4 separate regions of the Sus scrofa genome follow, and all the other regions are linked to region 3. A link is a contact called in public Hi-C and promoter capture Hi-C data. All regions are on one chromosome and are shown on one strand. Each heading gives the region's core, a stretch centred on a gene start, on an enhancer-like site or on the middle of the called end of the contact. The rest is flanking DNA. Distances are from core to core; before and after follow the strand shown. Region 1 holds the start of BBC3 (bcl-2-binding component 3). Region 2 holds the start of ZC3H4 (zinc finger CCCH domain-containing protein 4). Region 3 holds the start of PRKD2 (serine/threonine-protein kinase D2). Region 4 holds the start of IRF2BP1 (interferon regulatory factor 2-binding protein 1).

Region 1 (3,492 bases), core at 338-2,837, 450 kb before region 3:
TCTTTTTTTTGGGGGGGGGCGTCTTTTTAGGGCCCCACCCATGGCATATGGAGGTTCCCAGGCTAGGGGTCAAATTGGAGCTGTAGCCACTGGCCTATACCACAGCCACAGCAACAAACCAGATTCTTTCACATTCATTTTCTTCTCAGAAGAATATTCTAGCATATCTGGCTTCCTGGTGTCCAGTCCTAGATGAAGCAGCTTTAGGGCACTGATCAGTGAATAAAGGGTTCAGTCTGCTCCATGAGCCCCTCTCCCAACTTCACTGCCACACGCAGTAATACTAGTGATAACGGCTAACCTGTAGTAGGTTATACCTCACCACGTGTGAGATGTTGTGCTCACTGACATCTGTGTGTGATCTCGTTTAAAAATGTCCAAGGCAGCATTTCTCAAACGCCTTTAGACTTGATCTACAGTCAGAAACACAGCCACTTTCTCTGTGACTTGGTGTATGTTCGCTATCATAAAAAATATTTTCATCAAACAATATTTTCCTTTGACTTTATGTTTTTTGTTTTTTTTTTTTTTTTTGCTTTCTAGGGCTGCACCCGTGGCATATGAGGTTCCCAGGCTTAGGGGTCGAATCAGAGCTGTAGCCACGCCGACCTATGCCACAGCCACAGCAACGCCAGATCTGGGCTGCGTCTGTGAACTAAGTAAGCCACAGCTCATGGCAATGCCGGATCCTTAACCCACTGAGAAAAGCCAGCGATTGAACCCACGTCTTCATTGTTACTAGTGGAGTTCATAACCTGCTGAGCCACGAAGGGAACTCCAACTTCATGAGTTTTTAAATGAGATTCTAATTTGCTTTTTTGGTTGGTTTTTGCCTGCACCTGTGGCACACAGAAGTTCCTGGATGGATCAGGGATCGAACCTGTGTCACAGCAGCAACCAGACCCAGTGCACTGACAATACCTGCTGAGCCACCGGGGAACTTCAGAAATTGTCCAAATCTTGATTGTGATGGTGTGCAATAATGTGCTTTTGTCCCAACTCACTAAAAACACCGAAAAATTTAATTATATGGCATGTAAATATATCTCAATAAACTTGAATAAAACACAATAAAGATCCACAGAAGTCCACAATCATGGTTTGCGCATGTGGGTCATGACCCTGAGTTTGAAAAACACTGGAAGGAAGAGAGGAAGGAGGGGGGAGTGAATGAATGAATGAATGAGGGAATGAATGAGGGAAAGCAAGAGGAGAGAGGGAGGCTGAATTAGTCCCCAGTACTGAAAGTAGGGGGATTACACATGAGATTTTAACATTTTCTGCTTCTCTTGGAAAATCCAAGGGTCTGGTCCTGGAGAGAGTGGAGCTTGAGAGCCTGAACAAGTGCACCTCTGCTCAAGTCTGGCACCCCTTCTTAGCCAGCCCAGAACTGAGCACTCAAGAGGCCCCTGGCCCTCTGATGACACAGTCTGGTTTGGGCTGTGACATGGAGGGAATGAAAGGTGCAGGGACGACAGAGCCCCAGAGCCCTGGGGGAGGGCGGGACACCGTGGGGTCACCGAGGTCACTACATCAGAGTACAGGAAGGAGTGACAACGGGAAACCGAGAAGGGAAAGGGAACCAAAAGGCAGAAAACCGAGCGAGAGTCAGTGCAGGGGCTGCCCGGGCATGTCCGTGCCCAGTGCCCAGGGCTTTCTGCTCACCCTGGTCCCCCACCAGATTCATGGTGAGTGTGGTCAGGGGTGCATGGCTTCTGGAGCGTGTCCCATCAGTGGGCCAGTGAGCAGGAACCTGTCACAGGTGTGACTTTGTGACTGTCTGTTGGGGGTCAGTCTTTTTTCTGTCTGATTGATCTGTGTCTGTGAGGGGCCATTTCTGCCAGTTTTAATGTGTCAGCTGGGAACCGGCTTGGGGGTGTGTTCCTGTGTGTCCCTGTGGTCCTGTCATCTAGATCAAGCCGCGTGTCCAGGTGTCTCTGTGACAGGTGTCCTGCGTGTATGTGCGTGTGTGTCCAGCAGCACTCGTCAGGAAGTTTCTACTTCCTGAGAAGCCCTCGGCTTGTGTCTATGTGGGCCTGTCGCCACTGTGCGTGTTGTGGGTACCCGCTCAGTGGGAATGCTTGTGAACAGAGCCGTTTTGTGGGCCCAGGCGTGCTCAGCAGTGTGGGTGTTTGTACAACTGCGTGACCCTGACATTGTGTCACTCCGTCAGTCCCAGCGATCCTGTTAGCAAGTCAGGCTATGTATTTGGGTCTGGATGTGTGTGTGCGTGTGGGCTCCATCAGTGTGTGAGTTTGTGTGTCCACGCCCCTGTCCAGGGTGTGTCTGCGAGTCGGCGTGTCTCCGTGCCCTGTCAGCACGTGACTTTGTGTACCCTGGAGCGCCAGGCGGTCAGGCAGCAGACAAGTCTCTGGGTGCGTGTGTCTGCGGGTCGCAGTCAGCGTGTCAGTGTGTCAGTGCGTGTGCGTCCGGCTGTCCCGCCATCAGCGCGGCGGGATCGCTGCGCCTCCACGCGGGGGAGAGGCCCTGCTCCGCCCGCGGCTGCAGGGAAACCCCCGGCGCCGCCGAGGTAGGGGGAGCGGCGCGCGCCTGCAAGTCCCGACTTGTCCGCGGCGGGCGAGCGGGCGGACGGGGCCGTGGCGTCACGCGGGGGCGGGGCGTGGGACCCGCCGGGCGGAGGCGGGGACGGGGGCGGGGCGGGGCGGGGCGGGGCGGCCGCTGAGCGGGCCCGGGATCCGACCGGCGGCCTGAGACGCTGCGCGAGCCACATGCGAGCGGGCGCCTGGAGGCGGCGGCGGCGGCGGCGAAATCAGCAGCAGCGGCGTTCAGGACGTAGACGCGCCTGCGGCCCGAGGAGCAGCCGCCGCTACAACAGCAACAGCAGCAGCCACTGCAGTTAGAGCAGCAGCAGAAGTCGCCACCGCAGCAACAGTCGCCGCAGCGAGCGGCGCTCAGCGGGCGCGCCCTCCTGAAGGAAGCCGCCCGCCCCCCATCATCGTCCCCTCCGGCGTGTTCATGCCCCCGGGGTGAGTGTGCCCACCCCGACCCTCCGCCAGTCGCGATTGGCCAGGCCCGGTGGGCTCCCTGGAGGAGGTGGCGGTAGTGCACTCGGAGAGCAGTGTGATCGGGGGGAGGGGGCTGTGTCCCCACACTGTGCCTTCCTCTCTCCTTGCCTTCCACCTCCACGAGGCACCCTGGGCTGGGGTTGCTGGGCGGGAGGCACTAAGGGTCCGAGAGCGCAGGTGCCTCAGCGGTCTGGCGGGTTTGTTTACAAACAATGGGGTGCGGGCTCGGCAGCGCCCCCTGGCGGCCAGTGAGGCCCCGGGGAAGTGAGTCGACCCCGACTGCTCCGGCCCCTGCAGTCCGGGAGGGGCGGGGTTGGGGGGGGATGGCGTGGAGGGGCGGCCACACCCCGGGCGCGCGCCCGCTGGGGGCGGCGACTGGGGGCGGCTCGCGGGCCGTGGAGTCTGAGGCTCCTGCGGGCGGGGGCTGCGCCCCAGCAACAGCCGGTTATTGGCCCCGCGCTCGCCT
Region 2 (3,390 bases), core at 678-3,177, 340 kb before region 3:
CTTGTTATGGTTTAAGAACCTGACTTGTATCCATGAGCATGTGGGTTTGATCCCTGGCCTTGGCCCACGGGTTAAGGATCTGGTGTTGGTGCAAGCGGTGGAGTAGGCTGCAGATGACGCTTGGATTTGGCACTGCTGTGGCTGTGATGTAGGAGCAGATCCGATTTGAAATTTGACCCCTAGCTGGGAACTTCCCTGTGTCGTGGGTGTGGCCCCCTAAAAAAAGTGATACAAATGAACTTAATTACAAAATAGAAACAGAGGAACAGACAAAATAAACTTACAGTAACTGTAACAGAGCTCCTGCCCTGTGGGGCCCCTAGGCACACAAGCCTTTCTGTTTTTAGGGAATACGCCTCAGCCTCCATGACCTTCCCTGAGTTCCAAAGGGCAGTGGCTAATCAGGGGAGGGAGGGGATGCAGAGACCAGGGAGGAGCAGTGGAGCCTTGGGGCAGGGTCCTGGTTCCTCCTTAAGGAATATACATAATACATAACAATATCTTTGAGCCTTTCCGTAGAACTAAAACTCTCAAGAAATGGAAGAATTACTCGAAGAAGGATTTTTCATTCTGGGAATGAAGGGGGACCACCAGCACCAGTCCTGGGGCCACTAAACATCTTTTTGTTTGTTTGTTTGTTTGTTTTAGGGCCCCACCCATGGCATATGGAGGTTCTCAGGCTAGGGATTGAGTCAGAGCTGCAGCCACTAGCCTACGCCATAGCCAAGAGCAACATGAGATCTGAGTGGCCGCTGCAACCTACACCACAGCTCACAGCAACATGGGATACTTAAAATCACGGATCAAGGCCAAGGATCTAACTTGCGTCCTCATAGATGCTACTCAGATTCGTTTCCACTGAGCCACGATGGGAACTCCTAAACATCAGCTTTGAAAGACAATACAAGCTTGCCTCTACCCTGATTCTTATCTGTAAGGGCACAGTCTTTAAGGCAGTAGTCTGCTGTGGCCCCCTCTGCCTGGCAAAGCAATAAAGCTATCTTTTTCTCCTTCACCCAAACTCTGTCTCTGCGTTTCTGTTCAGCAATGGTGGACAGAGGCCTGGGTTCAGGCTAGGTTCAAGTCCTAAGTGCTGTCAGTTTCGATACTACACAGAAATGAGAACAAATGAACTTCAACCACATGCCACCAATTAAATGTTAAGTGAAAGAAGCCAGATACCAAAGAGTATGTCTTGTAGATTCTATTTAGATGAGGACATGAAGGCAAAATTAATTTATGAGGTTAGGAATCAGAAGGTCCATTACCTTGGGGGAGGCTGTGACTAGATGGGGCTAGGAGGGGCCTCTGGGTTGGCTTATCATTCTCCATTTCATCATTTAGGTGATTACATAGTATATTCTCTTATCAAGTTGTATAATACTGAACCCAAACCAATAAAAAAGCCAGTTATTTCATCTCCAAAATGGGTTTATCCAGAGACAAATCAGTTGCAATTCAGGATTTACAACTTAAGAGGAACCAGAGGCAAGTCCAAAGAGCAACGGAAGAGAGCCTGGTTTTATAGGGAAAAGGGGCAGTTCCCATTGTGGCTCAGCAGTAAGGAACCAAACTAGTATTCATGATGACTCCGGTTCAATCCCTGACCTCCCTCAGTGGGTTAAGGATCCAGCATTGCCTTGAGATGTGGTGTAGGTCACAGACACAGAACGGATCTGAAGTTGCAGTGGCTGTGGTGTAGGCCAGCAGCTGCAGCTCTGATTCAATGTCTTGCCCAGGAACTTCCAAATGCAGTAGATGCAGCCCTAAAAAGACAAAAAGAAAATAGGTTAATCATTTTACTTTATCAGGAATGCTAATTTCTTCCCTGAAGGAGGTTGTAAATTACCCTGGCAGAGTTTATTTCTAAATTTTATAGTAGGATTAATATAGCATGTGATCTGGCGCCTCTGTCTCCACATCGCTCTCATGCTACAAGAATTTTCTCGGTTCCTGGCATCTAAGTGATCCTTGCCTTGTCAGGGCCTGAAATAAGGTATTTCCTCTGCCTGGAGCTATTTCTTCTTCTTCCGTGTCAGCTTAAACAACCCTGCCCCCCAAAATATTAAGAACCCTTCAGTTACTCTTTAACTTTCAGTTTCTTTCCCCTGGGGCATTATCGATTTTTATATACATAAAGACACTATGTTTCCATCGCCCATCATTGCACTTAGCCATGTAGAAGCTCATAAAGTATCCAACCAAGATCCTCTCTTGAAAATAGGACTGAACAAATTTTTGCAGGAGGCAATGAAATGCCAGCTCTGATTAAAAATCTTTCTGGGCTCTTGCGCGTAATCTTACAACCTCGAGCCAAAAACTTAAGACACTGAGCTTCAGGATACCTATTAAATGGACATAATAGTAGCTTCCTTAGTACAGTTGTGAGGGTTAAACGATTTATCCTTTTATACTGTCGAACCCTGTCAGTGCTCCCAAATCCAGCATTTAAGAGTCTTCCACCTACTACGTTCTAGGTTCTTAAACTCTGCCAAAGCACTACCAAGGCCCGCCCTCTCACACTGCCCAAGGATAACATCCACGACCGAGGTCTCTAATGACGTCATCTCCGGGCCCTTTCGGCTTCATCCTCCGGAAACCTACAACTCCAGGCACCCGGCCACCAGCTTTCGGTTATTTTTTTTTTTCTCCGTAGCTCGAATTCCTTCTCTCCCATTCTTCTGCCTAAACCTTTCGACTCTTCCCGCTGTCTCTCAGGCTGGCAATTCTCTGTTGCCCGCCTGCTCTCAGGCGAATTCCTCAAACTCTCTTACTCTATTAATCGCCTCATCCGCCACACACTTCAGTTCTTTCTGTCTAAATGCTATTACCGCCGCCCGGCCTCACTCGGCTGTTTCCGCCTCCTGTCACCCACCCTTGGCACCGCCTTCGGTTCTTTCCGGATCACCTCGGTTCCTCGTTTCTGCCCACCCCCGCCAGTCCCGACTCGCCTCGGCTATTTCCGGCTCCCCGGGCCTTCCCATTCTTTCTCTAGCTCCACCCACATCGACACCTTCGGCCTTTTCCGCCGCCCTTCGTGTCTCAGCTCCACGTGACACAGCCTCCCTGCTCCCCCTCCCACCTCGCCCTTCCTCCCGCCTCAGCCTCTGGGCTTATCCGGGCCGAGCCGCCATTTTGTGTGAATTTCTGACTGCGGCGGAGGCCGGGCAGCTGGGGCACCTAGGGCGGGCGGGCAGACAGACAGTCGGCCCGTCTCCGCGGCCCGTCTCCTTCCCCTAAAATCCTTTTTTTTTTTTTTTTTTTTTTTAAATCCCCTTTGCTCGCTCTCCTCTTCTCCCCTTCCCCCTCGCTTGCTCCATCGCGCGCGGCCCGCGCTAATTACACCGAACCACCCACCAGTGTCCGTGTCCTCCGGGTCTCCGACCCTCC
Region 3 (3,351 bases), core at 431-2,930:
TTCGCTCCAGCCTTAGACTTCCTTCCCCAGCCCCAGCCAGCCCCCGGATGTGGTGACAGAATCGCTACTGTACCGACCTCAGCTGCCCCCAACAGCCCTTTACTGGGAAAGGGGGCTCATCTTGAGGTCCTCATTCCTAACCAGCCCTGCTGGTCTGGAACCCAAGCAGCGGTGGCCCATCTCCACTGGGATGCCTCTGCAGCTCAACCAGGCCTTGGCCTCGTGAAGAAGCCGTGGGTGGTAGCAACCCGCCTGGTAATCCTGGACATGTCACTTTGCCTCTCAGAGGGTTCAGCTTCCTGTATGTAAACGAAATGGTAGCAACTTTTTTTTTTTTTTTTTTTTTTTTTTTTGCTTTTTAGGGCCGCACCCTCAGCATATGGAAGGTCCCAGTCTAGGAGCTGAACTGGAGCTGCAGCTGCAGGCCTACACCACAGCCACAGCAACTTGGGATCCCAGCTGCATCTGCAACCTATGCCACAGCTCACGGCACCTCTGGATCCTTCACCCACTGAGCGAGGCCGGGGATCAAACTCGCATTCTCATGGATACTAGGCGGGGTTTCCTTCCACTGCGCCACAATGGGAAGGTCCCACCACTCTATTATTAGCTGGGGAGGAGAAATCAAGTCCGAATTGCTCCTAGAGGAGGCATTTTATGACAGCCTGACACAGAGTAGGTAGGGCCTCAATCCATATTTGTGGAATGACTGAATATACCCTTCCATAAACACCCCAGCGCTTCAACGTGCTCACCGGCTTATCTGAGCACTAGAGCCAGAGCCATCATCACTCCACGTCTGCTGTGTTTCGGTCACCCTTCTACTATCTCATTAATCCCCACAAAGACCCTCTGGAGTCAGTCCTAATATTTTCCCATCTGACAGAAAGGCTCAGAGAGCAGAGGCCACCAACCTAAAGTTACACAGGGGAAGACACGTGCACACTTCCCCGTGAGAACAATGGGCTCTCCAGCTACAAAGTGTGGGTGTGATGCTCCCTTGCTGCTATGGCCCTTCCAGCCACCCCCAGGCCTTTCTTTGGCTCTTCACCCTAAGAACTGGGGTGGAGTGGGGAGCTGACAGATGGAAAATATCCCCCTTCTCCACCTGCCCTGTGCCTGACTGCCTGCACAGCCCTGGCTCCTCCTGTTTGCTCCTGGCTCTTTGGCCAAGGTCGCTGGAGAGAGACCAGAGGCAAGAACCTCTGCCCTCAGGAAGCCTCGGTCTTCCCACCTGTGGAATGGACTGGGGCGTGGCGACACTCTGGGAAGAGGGAAGCCCAGCTCGGAGAGCGGGCCGGCTCTGACCCCGTCTCCCACCCTTTCCCCTGCGGTGGGCGCCGGATGCAAGCCCCGCGAGACGGCCCCCTTCCTTAAAGGGCCAGGCGCCTCCTCAGCCCCGGCATCGCGCCCTGTGGTGGTGTGCGGGTGGCTCGCCCCTCCTTCTCTAGGTCAGAGAAAAGCCGACTTTCCCGACCTGAGTGCGTTGGGGGGTAGGAATCAGTGTCGCCTCCGGATCCGCCTCGCCTCCCAGGTCCCCAGACCCGGTCGGGGGCGGGCAGGGGGGGTGCCACCCCCAACTCGGAGGCGCTGAGCCCGCCCTCCTCTTCCGTCCCCGGCCCCTCAGCAGGCTCCGCCCTCTCTGACGTCATCGAACCCAGCGCCGGTTGGCCAACTGCGCCGTCGCTCCGGACACTTCCTCCTGGGCCGCCGCAGCGGAGTTAAACTTTGGAGGGGGAAAAAGAGCCCTGGGCGCCCGGCCACCTTCCTTTGCCCCACCCCCACCCCGCCACCCCACTGCCGCCGGTAACACCCCCTTCTCCGCGGTCCCGACCGAATTTTTCTCCTACTTCCGAAACCCGTGAGATTTTCCCACCTTAGCACCCCGGCCCTCGGAATCCCTTTGCCCATCCCCGGGCCCGCTGTCGGATCCCCGGGATCCACTCGAATCCCGTCTCTGAGGCTCCTGCTCTCCATCCCCAAGGTCTGGTGAATCCCTCGGGCCCCCTTAGATGAGTCCTCTTAGAGCCACTGTGTTGGCTTCCCCTGCTCCCTTTCCAGTTTCTTCTCTCCCCATGGCTCCTTTAGATCCTGAGCTCTTCTGCTCCCCATGACCCCGACCTGCTAGATTTTCTTCTTTGGTTTCTTGGATTCCCCTGGTCGCTGGGTACCCCCAAACCATTAGCTTTCTACTGTCTGATCGTCTGTGATCCCTTGATTCTCGGGCGGGCATCTGATCCACTAGATAGCTTTTCTCTATCTCCCAGGGTCTCACCATCCTCCAGTCCCCTCAACCTGCCAGGTTTCTCTTCTCAGAGCCCCGGGATCCCCGCGGTCTAACCACCAGCTTACAAGATTCCTCGGACCCAGTGACCCGAGCCTCTCTGCCCAGGCTCCTCCAGCCGGATCCCGGGTGGAAGACGGGCGGCTGGTCCCGGGCCTCGCCCTATGGCCGCCGCCCCCTCCCATCCCGCTGGGCTCCCGGGCTCTCCCGGCCCAGGGTCTCCTCTGCCCTCCGGCGGCTTGGAACTGCAGTCGCCGCCACCGCTGCTGCCCCATGTCCCGGCCCCGGGCTCCGGGGTCTCCTTCCACATCCAGATCGGGTTGACCCGCGAGTTCGTGCTGTTGCCCACAGCCTCCGAGTTGGCCCATGTGAAGCAGCTGGCTTGCTCCATCGTGGACCAGAAGGTGAGAGCGTAGTGTTCCCCCCCTCGTCCAGCTCGGGGAGAGGTCTAGAGGAGGGGAGCGCTGGCAGAGGCGACCTGGAGCACAGCGTAGGGGAGGAGGGAGGGGGGGGAGCTAAGCCTTTGGTGAGTGAGGTGTGGGCCTAGGGCTTGGGCCCCCAGGTGTCTCCTCACCTGACTACCCATTTGAGGGAGGCCCCAGGGGTGGGGTGCCCCAGAGGCCTCCCCAAATTGCATGTCCCTGCATGTTGTTGTTTGCAGCAGACAGCAGGGAGGAAGGGATGGGCGGGCCAGGTGTAGAAGCCTAGAGGAAGGGGTGAGGGGGGCGGGGGGGGGGGACACCTCCCTGCCTGGCCAGTCCAGGCCTCCCATTTGGTGGAAAGAGTAGATATTGAAGCCAGGCTGGCCATGGCGATCAGGTGACATGTGTGGGTGTGGGTGCCCGCACTAGCTGCCAGGGCCGAATGAGGTCTCAGAGTCCAGTCTCTGCTCCCGTCCCAGGCCTGAGGTGTGTGCGTGTGTGTGGAGGGGCCTCTTGACAATCCTCAAAGGCTCTGAGGTTTCTGCCCCCTTTCCTGATCAGTGTCCCCACCCCTCCGTTCTGAGATTGGTTTGTTAAAACGGGCCTTCCCCACCACCCACTCTTAGCTTTGGATATCAGGGGTCA
Region 4 (3,414 bases), core at 720-3,219, 400 kb after region 3:
TGCAGGTACCATCCGTGGCCCACTCAGTGGGTTAAGGATCCGGCGTCGCCACAAGCTGTAGCTAGGTAGCAGATGGGGCTTGGATCTAGCGTTGCTGTGGCTGTGGCCTAGCTTGGCAGCTGCAGTTCGGATTTGACCCCTGGCCTGGGAACTTATATATGCCACAAGTGGGGCCCAAAAAATAAAACAAACGATGTAGGAGCCTCTACTTCCTACAGCTACAGTCTGTTCATCCTTCAGGTCACAGCTCAAATATCACCTCCTCAGGAAAGCCTTTCCTGACACTCCTTAACCCCCCAGCAGTTATAAAAGAAATGCGTATGAATAATCCTTTAAGTAAATTTAAATTGAATGATTGCCTCCATTAGCAGAAAGAGTCTTGTCAGGACATGGCCTGAGCCTGGCTTAGCCACTGCTGTGTCCTCAGCATCGCCCAACGTAGAGTGTGAATCTTTGAAGTAATGGGAACTTAGAGACAACTCACATTTATAGTATTCCTTTTCTGGGCCAGGCACCAAGCTAAGCATTTATATGCATGTTTGCATTTTAACCTGAAGGTACTCGATGAAAAGCAGATTCTACGGGGTCTTCATTTTTTTCCTGAGAAGTTTAGAGACTTGCCCTAAATTTGTCCGGTGACAATCCAGTTCATCTCAAGGCAGCATCTGGCCAAAACTCCTTACTCCCACTACTGTTAACTAAAGCTGGTTAAGGATCCAGGGTTATCACTGCAGTAGCTTGGGTCACTGCTATGGCACCAGTTCCATCCCTAGCCTCCATATGCCACAGGAAGCAGCCCTAGAGAAAGCAAAAAGACCAAAAAAAAAAAAAAAAAAAAAAAAAAAAAAAAAAGGCCCAAAGACAATTTTAGGAGATACATGGATGGCCTTTTTAATGGCTCTATATGTACACAGGTTTTTTTTGTTGTTCGTTTATTTATTTTTTGCTTTTTTTTTTTTTTTTAAAGGCCGCACCTGCAACATGTGGAAGTTCCCAGGCTAGGGGTCAAATCAGAGGTGCAGCTACTGCCCTATGCCGCAACAACGCCAGATTGGAGCCCCATCTGCAACCTATGCTGCAACTTGTGGCAATGCCGGATCTTTAACCCTCTGAGCCTGGCTAGGGATCGAACTGGCATCCTTATGAATACTAGTCGGGTTTGTTACTGTTGAGCCACGACAGGAACTCCATATATACGTAATTTTAACTTATTTTATAAAAATGTGTACAGCACACACAAAAAAGTATAGTACATAAAACCCATGATTATGGGAGTTCCCGTCGTGGCGCAGTGGTTGACGAATCCGACTAGGAACCATAAGGTTGCGGGTTCGATCCCTGCCCTTGCTCAGTGGGTTAATGATCCGGCGTTGCCGTGAGCTGTGGTGTAGGTTGCAGACGCAGCTCCGATCCCGCGTTGCTGTGGCTCTGGCGTAGGCTGGTGGCTATGGCTCCGATTCGACCCCTAGCCTGGGAACCTCCATATGCCACGGGAGTGGCCCAAGAAATAGCAAAAAGACCAAAAAAAAAAAAAAAAAAAAATCCAACCCATGATTATGCACATACTGCTTAGGATGGAGCAGAAATAAACTTCTTTTTCTCGGGAATCAACTTCAAGAAAAATGTCAAAATAATACAAGTCGTGAACAAAATTGTGAAGCTGAGACTGCAAATCAGACCTGCTATGGTTGCAGTGGAATAAGGGAGAGTTGGCAGGTATTCCCTGATTAGTTTGAAAACCACTAATGAGTGCAACTCACAAATAATTCAAAATATTTTTGAGCGCTTAACAGGAACCTAGGCCTAAAGAGGGGAAGAGGCTGACGTGGGTTAGAGTCTGGAGACCCTTCTCCACCCTCCACATACCCACGCTTCCAAGCCTGCCCTGCGGGGTGCGGTCGCCAGGAAGAAAACACGGGGGTCCCCATAGCCTGCATAGGCCTAGATGGTAGTAAGCAATCAGGGTTGGAGAAGGGTGGTCTAGCTCTTGTTCTCCCCAGAAACTAAGCACCCCCCACCCCCAACTTTGCCATCCCTGCCCTCCTTCCCTTCCTCAACATTAATGAGCCATACAGGGTGAGGGTCCTTTCAATTTGGTGCTGGGAAAACATGGAAACACCTTCCATAAATTGCGCGCGCGCTGGGGGGGGGGGGGGGGACTGTAAGGACAGACAGCGGGAATCGGGAAGGCCTCCCCCAACCTTCCAGACTGCGGAAGTGCGTCAGCTTGTTGGCCCCGCAGGGCATTTTGGGAATTGTAGTGAAGTTGGGAGGGGGGCGGTGACACTGACGGTGTAACCCTTTGGAGACCAGAGCGCTTTGGCAGGGCTGGAACAGAATTGGGGGCGCCCCACCACTCCCTTCAGCAGATAAGGCAGCTGAGGCTGGCAACTTCAGTTCTCTCCTTTCTCCGGATGTTGCTGGCTCCAATCAGAGGCTGCCATTCAAGATTTGGGGCAAGAAGAAGTGCCAAGTGAACAGCCCTGCCCAACGCTTAAGTTGCCTGCTTCCCGTCCCCCTGTCCTGAAACCTTCCAATCAAGACCCCTCCGCCCCGCCCCAGGAGCGACTGCCTCCGTAGCCAGTCATTGGCCCACCTTTGAAGGGCGGGAATTGAGCTTCAGAGAAGGCAAGATTTTTGCCTAAAGCCGCACAGCAAGTCGGAACAGAAGCTGGATGCCCGGAAGCCTGTCCACCTCCTACAATTTTTGAGTCCGTCGTGGCGCTCGCCATTTGTATCACATCCCTGTTTCCAACCCTTGTGCTCGAAATGCTCGGAGCAAGCCAAACTCCCTGCCCCGCGGCGACGAGTGGTAAAGGTCGCGCAGCGGCGAGCCCGCGCCGTCCTCTGCTGCCTGCCGTCCCCTTTAAGAGCCGGCCCCGGCGGGACTACGTTTCCCAGAAGGCTTTGCCGGCGCGTTATGTAACTTTCCCTGCGAAACGGCCTCTGGGGCAGAAGGAGGTGGAGGCGGCGGTGGCAGCCGTTGGAGCGGAGGTGGCGGGAGCGGCGGGAGCCCGAGGCGGCGGCGCTCGCGGCCCATCGCGGGGCCCGAGCTGTGCGCCTCGGCCCGGAGCCCGGAGCAGGCTGGGGCGCCGACGTACCTTTGCCTGCCTTTTCGAGGAGGCGGGAGTGAGGAAAAAGGCTTAGGGCCCGGGGGGCGGGGAAGGGGGGCCGGGCCTGGATCCGCGGGGAGGCCGAGCCAGAGGCCCGACTGTGGCTCGCGCGGTCCTGGGGACACAAATCGAACGTCGGCAGTGCGGATCGAACGGCGGCGGGTGGATTGAGGGGTCCTGAAGGCGCGCGTTTGGGGGCTATGGCGTCCGTGCAGGCGTCCCGCCGCCAGTGGTGCTACCTGTGCGACCTGCCCAAGATGCCGTGGGCCATGGTGTGGGACTTCAGTGAGGCCGTGTGCCG

Evidence for each region. Promoter capture Hi-C pulls out the DNA fragments that hold promoters and counts their contacts. A called contact is a pair of places that touch in the nucleus more often than the background predicts.
Region 1: a promoter capture Hi-C map of liver shows a contact between it and region 3, with 4 times the contacts expected there. The contact joins the promoter of BBC3 here to the promoter of PRKD2 in region 3. A contact is called at or near these places in 1 of 5 promoter capture datasets (liver) and 1 of 2 datasets of contacts at active chromatin or transcription factors (alveolar macrophages).
Region 2: a promoter capture Hi-C map of liver shows a contact between it and region 3, with 1.9 times the contacts expected there. The contact joins the promoter of ZC3H4 here to the promoter of PRKD2 in region 3. A contact is called at or near these places in 1 of 5 promoter capture datasets (liver) and 1 of 47 Hi-C or Micro-C datasets (liver).
Region 4: a contact with region 3 is called in a Hi-C map of liver, with 3 times the contacts expected there. The contact joins the promoter of IRF2BP1 here to the promoter of PRKD2 in region 3. A contact is called at or near these places in 1 of 5 promoter capture datasets (liver) and 1 of 47 Hi-C or Micro-C datasets (liver).

The regions. Positions count from the first base shown.
Region 1 is chr6:53,044,997-53,048,488 of Sscrofa11.1, reverse strand. It overlaps BBC3 (bcl-2-binding component 3), which reads left to right and starts at 1,587. Exons shown (of 4, transcript XM_013998533.2): 1 at 1,587-1,688. The coding sequence starts at 1,686.
Region 2 is chr6:52,937,252-52,940,641 of Sscrofa11.1, reverse strand. ZC3H4 (zinc finger CCCH domain-containing protein 4) reads left to right here and starts at 1,927. Exons shown (of 16, transcript XM_005664626.3): 1 at 1,927-2,633. The coding sequence starts at 2,558.
Region 3 is chr6:52,597,473-52,600,823 of Sscrofa11.1, reverse strand. It overlaps PRKD2 (serine/threonine-protein kinase D2), which reads left to right and starts at 1,680. Exons shown (of 18, transcript XR_002344708.1): 1 at 1,680-2,688.
Region 4 is chr6:52,198,765-52,202,178 of Sscrofa11.1, reverse strand. It overlaps IRF2BP1 (interferon regulatory factor 2-binding protein 1), which reads left to right and starts at 1,969. Exons shown (of 1, transcript XM_003127228.4): 1 at 1,969-3,414. The coding sequence starts at 3,314.